3 separate regions of the Zea mays genome follow, and regions 1 and 2 are each linked to region 3. Evidence: chromatin contacts called from public Hi-C data. All regions are on one chromosome and are shown on one strand. Each heading gives the region's core, a stretch centred on a gene start, on an enhancer-like site or on the middle of the called end of the contact. The rest is flanking DNA. Distances are from core to core; before and after follow the strand shown.

What was found. Hi-C and Micro-C count contacts between places; a contact is called where the count stands out from the background.
Region 1: a Hi-C map of tassel shows a contact between it and region 3, with 1.7 times the contacts expected there. The contact joins the promoter of LOC100279284 here to the promoter of LOC103633544 in region 3. A contact is called at or near these places in 2 of 25 Hi-C or Micro-C datasets (ear and tassel).
Region 2: a contact with region 3 is called in a Hi-C map of leaf, with 4 times the contacts expected there. The contact joins the promoter of LOC100194128 here to the promoter of LOC103633544 in region 3. A contact is called at or near these places in 3 of 25 Hi-C or Micro-C datasets (ear, endosperm and leaf).

What each region holds. Positions count from the first base shown.
Region 1 is chr7:181,210,244-181,212,943 of Zm-B73-REFERENCE-NAM-5.0, reverse strand. It overlaps LOC100279284, which reads left to right and starts at 1,395. Exons shown (of 5, transcript NM_001152305.2): 1 at 1,395-1,705. The coding sequence starts at 1,609.
Region 2 is chr7:181,276,249-181,279,107 of Zm-B73-REFERENCE-NAM-5.0, reverse strand. It overlaps LOC100194128, which reads left to right and starts at 1,600. Exons shown (of 21, transcript NM_001139181.1): 1 at 1,600-1,672; 2 at 1,843-1,945; 3 at 2,061-2,174; 4 at 2,271-2,345; 5 at 2,453-2,582; 6 at 2,689-2,780. The coding sequence starts at 1,874.
Region 3 is chr7:181,457,749-181,460,448 of Zm-B73-REFERENCE-NAM-5.0, reverse strand. LOC103633544 reads right to left here and starts at 1,406. Exons shown (of 13, transcript XM_008655225.3): 1 at 723-1,406. The coding sequence starts at 893.

The sequences.
Region 1 (2,700 bases), core at 146-2,645, 250 kb after region 3:
CATCCACACATCTCCAGACACAGACACATACAAGTGTACGTGAGGAGTTCCAAGCTGGACTGGCATATGGTATAACGAATAGTCATGAAAACTACGTATAATAAGGGGGTGTTTGGTTTTAGAGACTAATTTTTAGTCCCTCCAATTTATTCTACTTTAGTCACTAAATTGTCAAATATGGAAACTAAAATATAGTTATAGTTTCCATATTTTACAATTTATAGACTAAAGTGGAATAAAATGGAAGGACTAAAAATTAGTCCCTAGTAACCAAACACTACCTAATATATATATAGTAGCAGGAGAACGTATAGTAATCATGGCGTCGTGATTAGCAGCAGGTCATGAGCTGATGAGCATATCCCGCGGGCTCTAGCTGCTGCAAGATCCTGGGAGGCAGGGCAACAGCAGGCAGGCACATGATGAAGCCAGCCAAACGCTAGAGGCTGGCCGACCTGCTCAACTTGTAGGCAGGTGTCCGGTGAACTCTGGAAGAGCTCGCCTGGCTGCTGGTCGTATCCTCACGTCTCGAAAGCGACCTCGAACCTCTTTTGCATCGCACGCGTGTCACGTTGCTTTCAAATCTCCATCTCAAAATATAAATCATTCTAATATTCTTAAAGAGTCAAAGTTTTTTTAAAATTTAACCAAATTTATATACTAAAGTAATAACATTTACACTATCAAATATATACCATTAGATTCTCTATTAAATATATTTTCATATTATATCTATTCCGTGTGATAAAACTTTAACTCTTCAATAATCTTAGAATGACTTATATTTTAAGACAGAGGTAATATATAGTTTGGGATGTTCTAGATACGTAGATAGTGCTGCACAGTTTTACTATGATCCTGTTTAAAACGCATGGTTTAGAAAATCTTAGGAGAAGTCAAACTTTTCGCTAACTTCCGGCTGCAGTCGTAGCCCCTCTTTGATAGGGTTTTGTCTAGCGTCAGCTCTGCCACTGTTCATACGCTGTCATCTCAAACAAGGGTGAACCCGCGGTTAGCCGGTTACGTAGACACGGACGAAGAGGATAAGCCTGTATTATCTAGAAACTAGAAACAAAATATATGGTTACTAATGTCATCTCCATTTTAAAATAAAATGCCCAAAATTTTCACGTAAATTGTTTGTCTCGATCTTTTTATACTGGGGACTCCTTGCTCAACAAAAATATACAGTAATGCAAATATCTGTAAAGAGGCAAAATTAGGAAAGGAAAGGGGGCGGATATATCTTTATTTATTACAGTTAGTTTTCTCGAGCCCAACCCCGCAACCACCTCGACTCTCAATAGTACCCAAATTCCTTCCCCGAGGAACATTTCAACCGCACTATAAAACACCCAAATTTGCCACCCAATAGTTTGGACCTTGGCTACCATCGCAAACCCCGCTTTTGTTTATCATTCCGCCTCTCCAGTCTTGACTTCCCCTCTCTTTCTCTCTTCCCGGCGGGGCGGCCGGAAATCTCCCCCCAAATTCAGCTGGTTTCACGGGAGCTATCGGCCGGTGGAGAGGAAAGGACGAGTCTTGAGCTGGACTTCTTGGCGGATTGGCTGCTGGCATTCGCAGGAACTGTGTGTCAGGAGCGGGGAGATGAGCTGCTTACCGTGCTCCGGTTCCTCGGGGAAGGAGGACAAGAGCTTGGCGGCGCTCTCGCCGAGCCCCCGGCCTGCGGCCAAGGCGGCACCAGGTAAGACCAGTCTCTTCTGCTGCGCGCTTGCCTGATTTTGGCGGAGACTGCAAGAGCTCTGACAGTTTTGCGATCCCGCTTCTTGCTCTGTTCGGTCAGCTACTGGTGTTCTACTACTTGCGCCGGCGACTGATTCGCTGCTCTAGGCATGTAGTTGTGTGCGACAAAGACTGGATTTTTTTTATGAGGGCCATAAAAGCTGGATTCCCCCCTTCTGTTTGCACTTTGCAGCAGAGGTGTAGATGCTTACTGGTAATACGCAGCTGGAGCTGTTGATTCAACGAAGTGAACATGGAATTGAGTGTAATAGTTGCTTCTCGCGGTTTTGATTTATCGATCTTAGCTGCGAGGATTCACTTCACTAGTTGTGTATTAAATCTTCGTTTTATTTTCATGGAGCAATTCTGTTAGCAGAATCTTAGTCCGATTGTTATTTGATTGTTATAAGTAATGCATACGCGAATGTTACTATGTCACTCCCATTGTTTGCTCAGATAGTGATGAATGAAAAGGACATAGAAGCACCACTTACAGATTTGGCTTTTGACTTTTTCTCGAGAGGTGGGGGTGAAAGGGAAGGAAATTTCCGTGCTGAAGCCTGCAGTTACAATAAATTTCGTTATAGACTTCTGTCTCGAGCAAACCAAACAGCAATGGTTCCATGTGTTCTGTACACGTGTTGTCTGACTGAATTCGGCCGTGTCAATTTTCTTGCTTTGAGCTTGCTTCAAGTCGGGTTCACTCCTTGTGTGGCTGGTGGAGCCAGTGACGAGTTCCACACACGTATCAAAGTTTAGTTCTTAGTTGCTTTACTTGCAAGTCTTATCCTTGATTTCAAGGCACGCTATTGTTCATTTGTTTGCCGTGTGGCTGCTGCATTTTGTTACACATCTGCATACCGGGATATCTGTTACATTAAATAACTGTCAGAAAAATTGATGGAAGTTTTCAATGCCAACTTGCCAAGGGCACTTGATGGTCCACTTGGGTTAATT
Region 2 (2,859 bases), core at 351-2,850, 180 kb after region 3:
TTAATCCGATTATCAAAAGAAATTTTAATAGATGGAATATCATCGACTGACCTGGCATCACCTATTGTGGGGAGCTGTTGCAGCACGGATGACATGTAATCGGCGTCTATTTCCCTTTCCTTTATGACCTTCTGGTGGCGATCTACCTTGAAGTGCGAGAGGTACCACTTTTTTGCCACCTTGAGCATCTGATCTTGTTGTCGTTGGATCTCCTCATCCATCTTCTTCATGTCATCTTCTAAGTTTTCATGCTCTGCGGCCGATAAATTAGTCAGCCTTGTGTCGCTGTTTGGAGAAGCACTGTTGAGATCTTTAGAATCGGCCATGTAAGCCTGATTTTGTAGATCTACAACCTCGTCCCCAGCGGAGTCGCCAAAAGTATGTTGGTGCCTTTTTGGTCACCAAACACTATAATGAACCGCTTGGCGGTACTTGGCACCTTTAGATGATGTAGGGCCAAATAAAGTGGTTATCCTAAATATGGGACAACACCTCTATGATGGTCACCACCTATTTGGGACCAAATAGCAACGAACCCTATGACCTTCTCGTCATGAGCAATACCTTGGGTTCGGCTCCGCGAGGTGAACAGCGGTGGCGGCCTGCGACAGGTCGCCGGGTTGCCTGATAGTGCCCTCTGCGGCGGCGCGGACGGTCCGCGACCTTAGGCCGGACGGTCCGCGACCTGGACGCAGGAGCGGTGTCTTCCCTGCGTCACACCGGACGGTCCGCAGCTCTGGGCCGGACGGTCTGCGACCTTGCGACAGGGTCGTCTTCCTCCTCCTTGCTGGAATCTAGATCTCGTCCCCTGGGGGGAAAAGATCTTAAGGTGCCCCGGGTCGACAGGTCACCCGGGGCGTCCCCAGACGACGTGGAGTCGCCTAGGAATTAAGAGATCAAATCGAGGAAGAGGTCTTGGATGGACAACTAGATCTTGCCCCCCGGAGGGGTGAGATCCTAGGGTCGTCTTGGGATCGGCAGGCCACCCAAGACGGATCTAGACGACGTAGAGTCGACTAGGGGTGGAGGTGGATATACGGAAGGCTACAACTAGAACTATGCTACATCTACTCCTAGGGCAGGAAAAGTAAATAAGGTAATTGGTTTGATTGGAATGCTACATCTACTCCTAGGGCAGGAAAAGTAAATAAGGTAATCGGCCGTACCCCTTTATATTTATAGGGGAGGAGGTCTGGACCTTTTCCTAAGAGATAGCAACAAACTCCCACGTGATTAGATGGATAACCACGCACGAGATAAGGATAAATATCCGAGTTAATCTTATCTCGAGACACGCGGACCGTCCGGGCCTAAGCGTCCGCTCATTTTGGTGTCCAACACCTCCTCTCTTTCTCCTCCGTCGTAATCGCAATGTCTGCTCAATCGAACAACTGACCCAGCCGAATTACAAGCCGCTCACCCCCCAAAAAACCCGAAGTAATTAGTAGATACGATGCATTTCTGTTTCTGTTATTTCCATGATTGCAGGTCCAAACAAACTGCCCCCCGAGCCACCTCATCGGATATGCTTCATTGCTTTCATCTCATCTCATATATTTATATTAGAAAAGAAAACTCTGTTCAACCACCCGCCGAGTTCAGCAGCACTCTCCTCCGCCCTCTTCCAGGTCCAGCAAAGATTGGGGACGCGTAGGCATCGGAGATTGCCTCGGTAAGGAATCCCCTTTTAAGGTTTGCTCGGGTTCCTCTTCCTGCTGCGATTCATCCCGTTCTTGCCGTCTACGGTTCACCCCGTTCGTCCATCGCAGATTTGTCCATATCAGACTTTTTTTCCCGCTGCTGTTTTTGAGTCAGACCGCGCGTGCTGAATTGTGTTCTCAGGGAGCGCGTTTCCTGGTCAACTAAGGCCGGCATGAAGGGCTGCTCAGAGCGCTTGCTGTTTCTGCTGCTGCTGCTGGCATCGTCGTCGTTACTGTCCGCTGTGGTCAGTTGCTGCTGCCTTTTTTTTTTACTCTCTGATCTGATAATCATGGTGATCGGAATCGAATAGGAGACATTGTCGTTGTGGTTCTGATCTTGGTTCGGCCGCTCCATGTTAGATTGCCGCGCAGCAGACTTGCCCCGCCGACCTCGACAGCAAATGCGATGGTGGCGCGTCTGATGATGATTGGGAGGGGGAGTTCTTCCCCGGCGTCCCGAAAATCAAGTATGAGGTGGGGCTATCAAAACCCAGATTTTTCATTCAGATTGTCATGTCGTGGTAACGGCCTAACGGGTTGTTGTGAACCAAACCATTGTTCCTGCTGCAGGGTCCAACAAGCAAGAACCCTCTTGCTTATAAGTGGTATAACAAGGAGGAAGTGATTCTCGGTAAGAAGATGAAGGTATCGATCAGTGAATCCCCATCTGCTGCTTCACTATACCCCCTCTTTTACACTCACTGTGAAGTACGTCAACCCTTTGCATCTATGCTTATTTGCTTTGCTATTAGGATTGGATGCGCTTCAGTGTTGCATTCTGGCACACGTTCCGTGGTACTGGCGCTGATCCTTTCGGTGCTCCTACAAAGACTTGGCCTTGGGAGGACGGCACAAATTCTTTGGCCATGGCTAAGAGAAGAAGTATGATGATTGCCTAACCTACCTTTGTGCTGTAGTCCCAGCCTTCTGGGTTATGTTTTGGTCTGTTTGTTGGAAGAACTAACTTCTGTTTCAACTGGCATTGCAGTGAGAGCTCACTTTGAGTTCATGGAGAAGTTGGGAGTTGACAAATGGTGCTTCCATGACAGGGATATTGCCCCGGATGGGAAGACTCTTGAAGTATGTCCATTAGTTGTGTTGTATACTTCTGTTAATGCATGAACTCATTACTCATAAGTATAATTGGCTTGGTCTGTTA
Region 3 (2,700 bases), core at 157-2,656:
GAAAGGCGTTACATGATCCACCGCTGCGAAAAAAAAGACCTCCCAAGGAAGCACACAATCCCACTGGCTTTAGCTGTGTGACTTTGGGATTGTAGTTGAAGAGAGGAGAAACGGCAGGAGAATCGATGAGAATGATCCCACAGCGTACCACACTCGAAACTGGCGCATTCGAAAAAATAGAAACCTTGAGTGTAATCTCACAGCAGATGGAGCAGCCAAATCACTAGTGGGTAGATACCCAACACACGCCAGAACAAAGAAAAACCAAGGAAGCAGTTTTTCTTTCCATTTTAATTATACCAGCATCACCATAGTACCTATATACTTGGCTAATCTAGCATCCTAACCTCCAGGCACGAACCAAGTGTGGAAAGAAGAAGAGTAAATGATTCAGCAACGCAATTGCCTGCTCCTTTGCAGTAGTGCCCCGCCAAAGCAACAGATTGAGCAAATTCCAAAGTGATCCAGCTAAGCAATTGCTTGTAGTCGTAAAGCACCATTCCTCGGGTCGTATGAAGCAAGAGAAACCGAAACGGGCCGCTTGATTCGCTGCCTATACTAACTTATCGGAGCGACGAAACAAGCGACAGGACGGCACTAAAGGGGGAACCGAACGCTGTAGGCAAAGGCACCTAGCACCAGAGGAGGGTGCGCGGAGGCAGGGACCGGACCGCGACATTGCTGGAGCCTGCAGGGCGCGAGGCGCGGCGAGAGCGACTCACAATGTAAGAGAGCGCGACGTCGGGGTCGACGAAGGCGGTGTCGTCCCCGCAGGCCTCCCCCTCCTCGAGCTCGGCGTCGTCGTCCATGCCGAGTCCGCCCCGGAGCTGCTGCGTCTGCGCTGCCGCTACGCGGCCGCCCGCATCCTCCTGCCGCCGCCTCACGGACAGCATCACCCGGGCACGGCCCGCTTCGCCTAACCACCTACCTACCACCAGGCAGCACACAGCAGCTCGCGGACCAGCACGGGGGGCGGACGGGCGACTGTCAGCTGGAAGAAGCTCGAATCGAAGCAGCACGAGGTCCCCGATCTGCGGGATCTCTCCCCCTGCCGCGGCCGGATCGGCGAATCGAGGCCTGCGGATTGGGGATCGCGAGATTCGGACGCGGGCTCCTCGCAGGCTTGGTTGCCCTCGGTCTCCCCCTTCCCTCGTCTCGTCTGCCTCGGCGTCTCGAGGTTTCGTCGCACGCGAGAATAAATTTTCTAGTTAATTGGTTCCTTTTTGCGGCTGCCTCCTCCCTCGGTAGTCTCTTGCGGTTGCGTTCGCCTCCCCTGGCTTAGCTGGGTGGACTAGACGCTGGTTTTCGTTATGGGCTGGCCCGCGGCCCGCGGCTTTTCGCCTGAGGAGGAGAGCGAAGCGAACTGGAACGTCCGTTCGGCCTATGGATGCCAAAATTGCCCGCGGGCTCTAGTGAGGACCGATAAAAAAAATTATTATATATACTCTCTTCCTTCATAAATATTACTAGTTAGGTGCTCGTGCGTTGCAACGGCTCACAAATTATTATTAATAATATAATACTCATACGTTGCGACGACATATAGTCATAGAAATGCTAAATCAACATAAATCATATGCCACGTGCACAACCAATGTGGTAGTTAAAATAGTTTAATATACCAATTTTGATGAACAATTCAATATATATTTTGATGAGAAATAAAAAATGTGAAATTTTACAAATATGAAACCAATAAAAGGTGCATGGCACATCCCATGGTCCCAATATTGTTCATGAGAAACAACATATACATAAACAATAAAAACTCGGTGACACATTTGAAAAATGATTTGAATTTTGAAAGTACCACCACTAAATTCTTACATGTGAGTGTACTGTTTATGCCTCCAAATCATGTAAATTCTAGACAAATGAAATGCTGCAATATAGTCATTAACTTCAATATCAAAGTCTGGATAGATGAAATGCGCATACATACAAAAAGGCATTGATTAAATGAAAATATCAAGATTTTTTTAATACCTAGCTACCGCTTTCAGATTGTCTGATAGGCGCTTGCAACATATGGTGCCTCTGCTCCTCACTCATCCGTCCAGAAACGCTGTGTGACGTTGTCTGGGTCATCTACAGTGCTGTCCACTCCACATCCACTTATAGCTTTGGTCATTCATTCTACTCAGCTAGCTGCAAGGGTGCGAGTACGACGGTCGACTATTCGTTTCAGCTGCAATTTAAGCCTTGTCGTTCTCAAACAGAAACATTGTGACCTTGTGGGGTTGCCGTACTTCTCCTTGACGTAGGTGACAACTTTGTACAGTCGCCAAGACACGATGTAAATCCAGTCTGTGTTTTCCTGCAATGATAGCTTAGTTGCTTCAGAAACGAATACAGCTATAGGATTATTACCTAGCATATACAACTCAAACACAAATGATCAAAACCCTCGATCCAATCGACACACCGTTGCGTTCATCTGCAGGGTCAATAGATGTTAAGAAAGTTTAGGATTAAAGAAACACACACATTTACTCCTTCCAAAACAACCATCAAATAAAGTACTTACAGTTTAGATATCAATGGAGCTAGGCAGACTTACAGACAAATTCAATGTGCCAGTCAGACGAGTAGCTAAGCCGAGCTGTAGCATTTGGTTGTCAATCAGGAACATAATACACAATGTACTGGTTGACTCCAACGTAGTCGATGTCTTTCACTGTTCTTTGAATCGACTTGGGG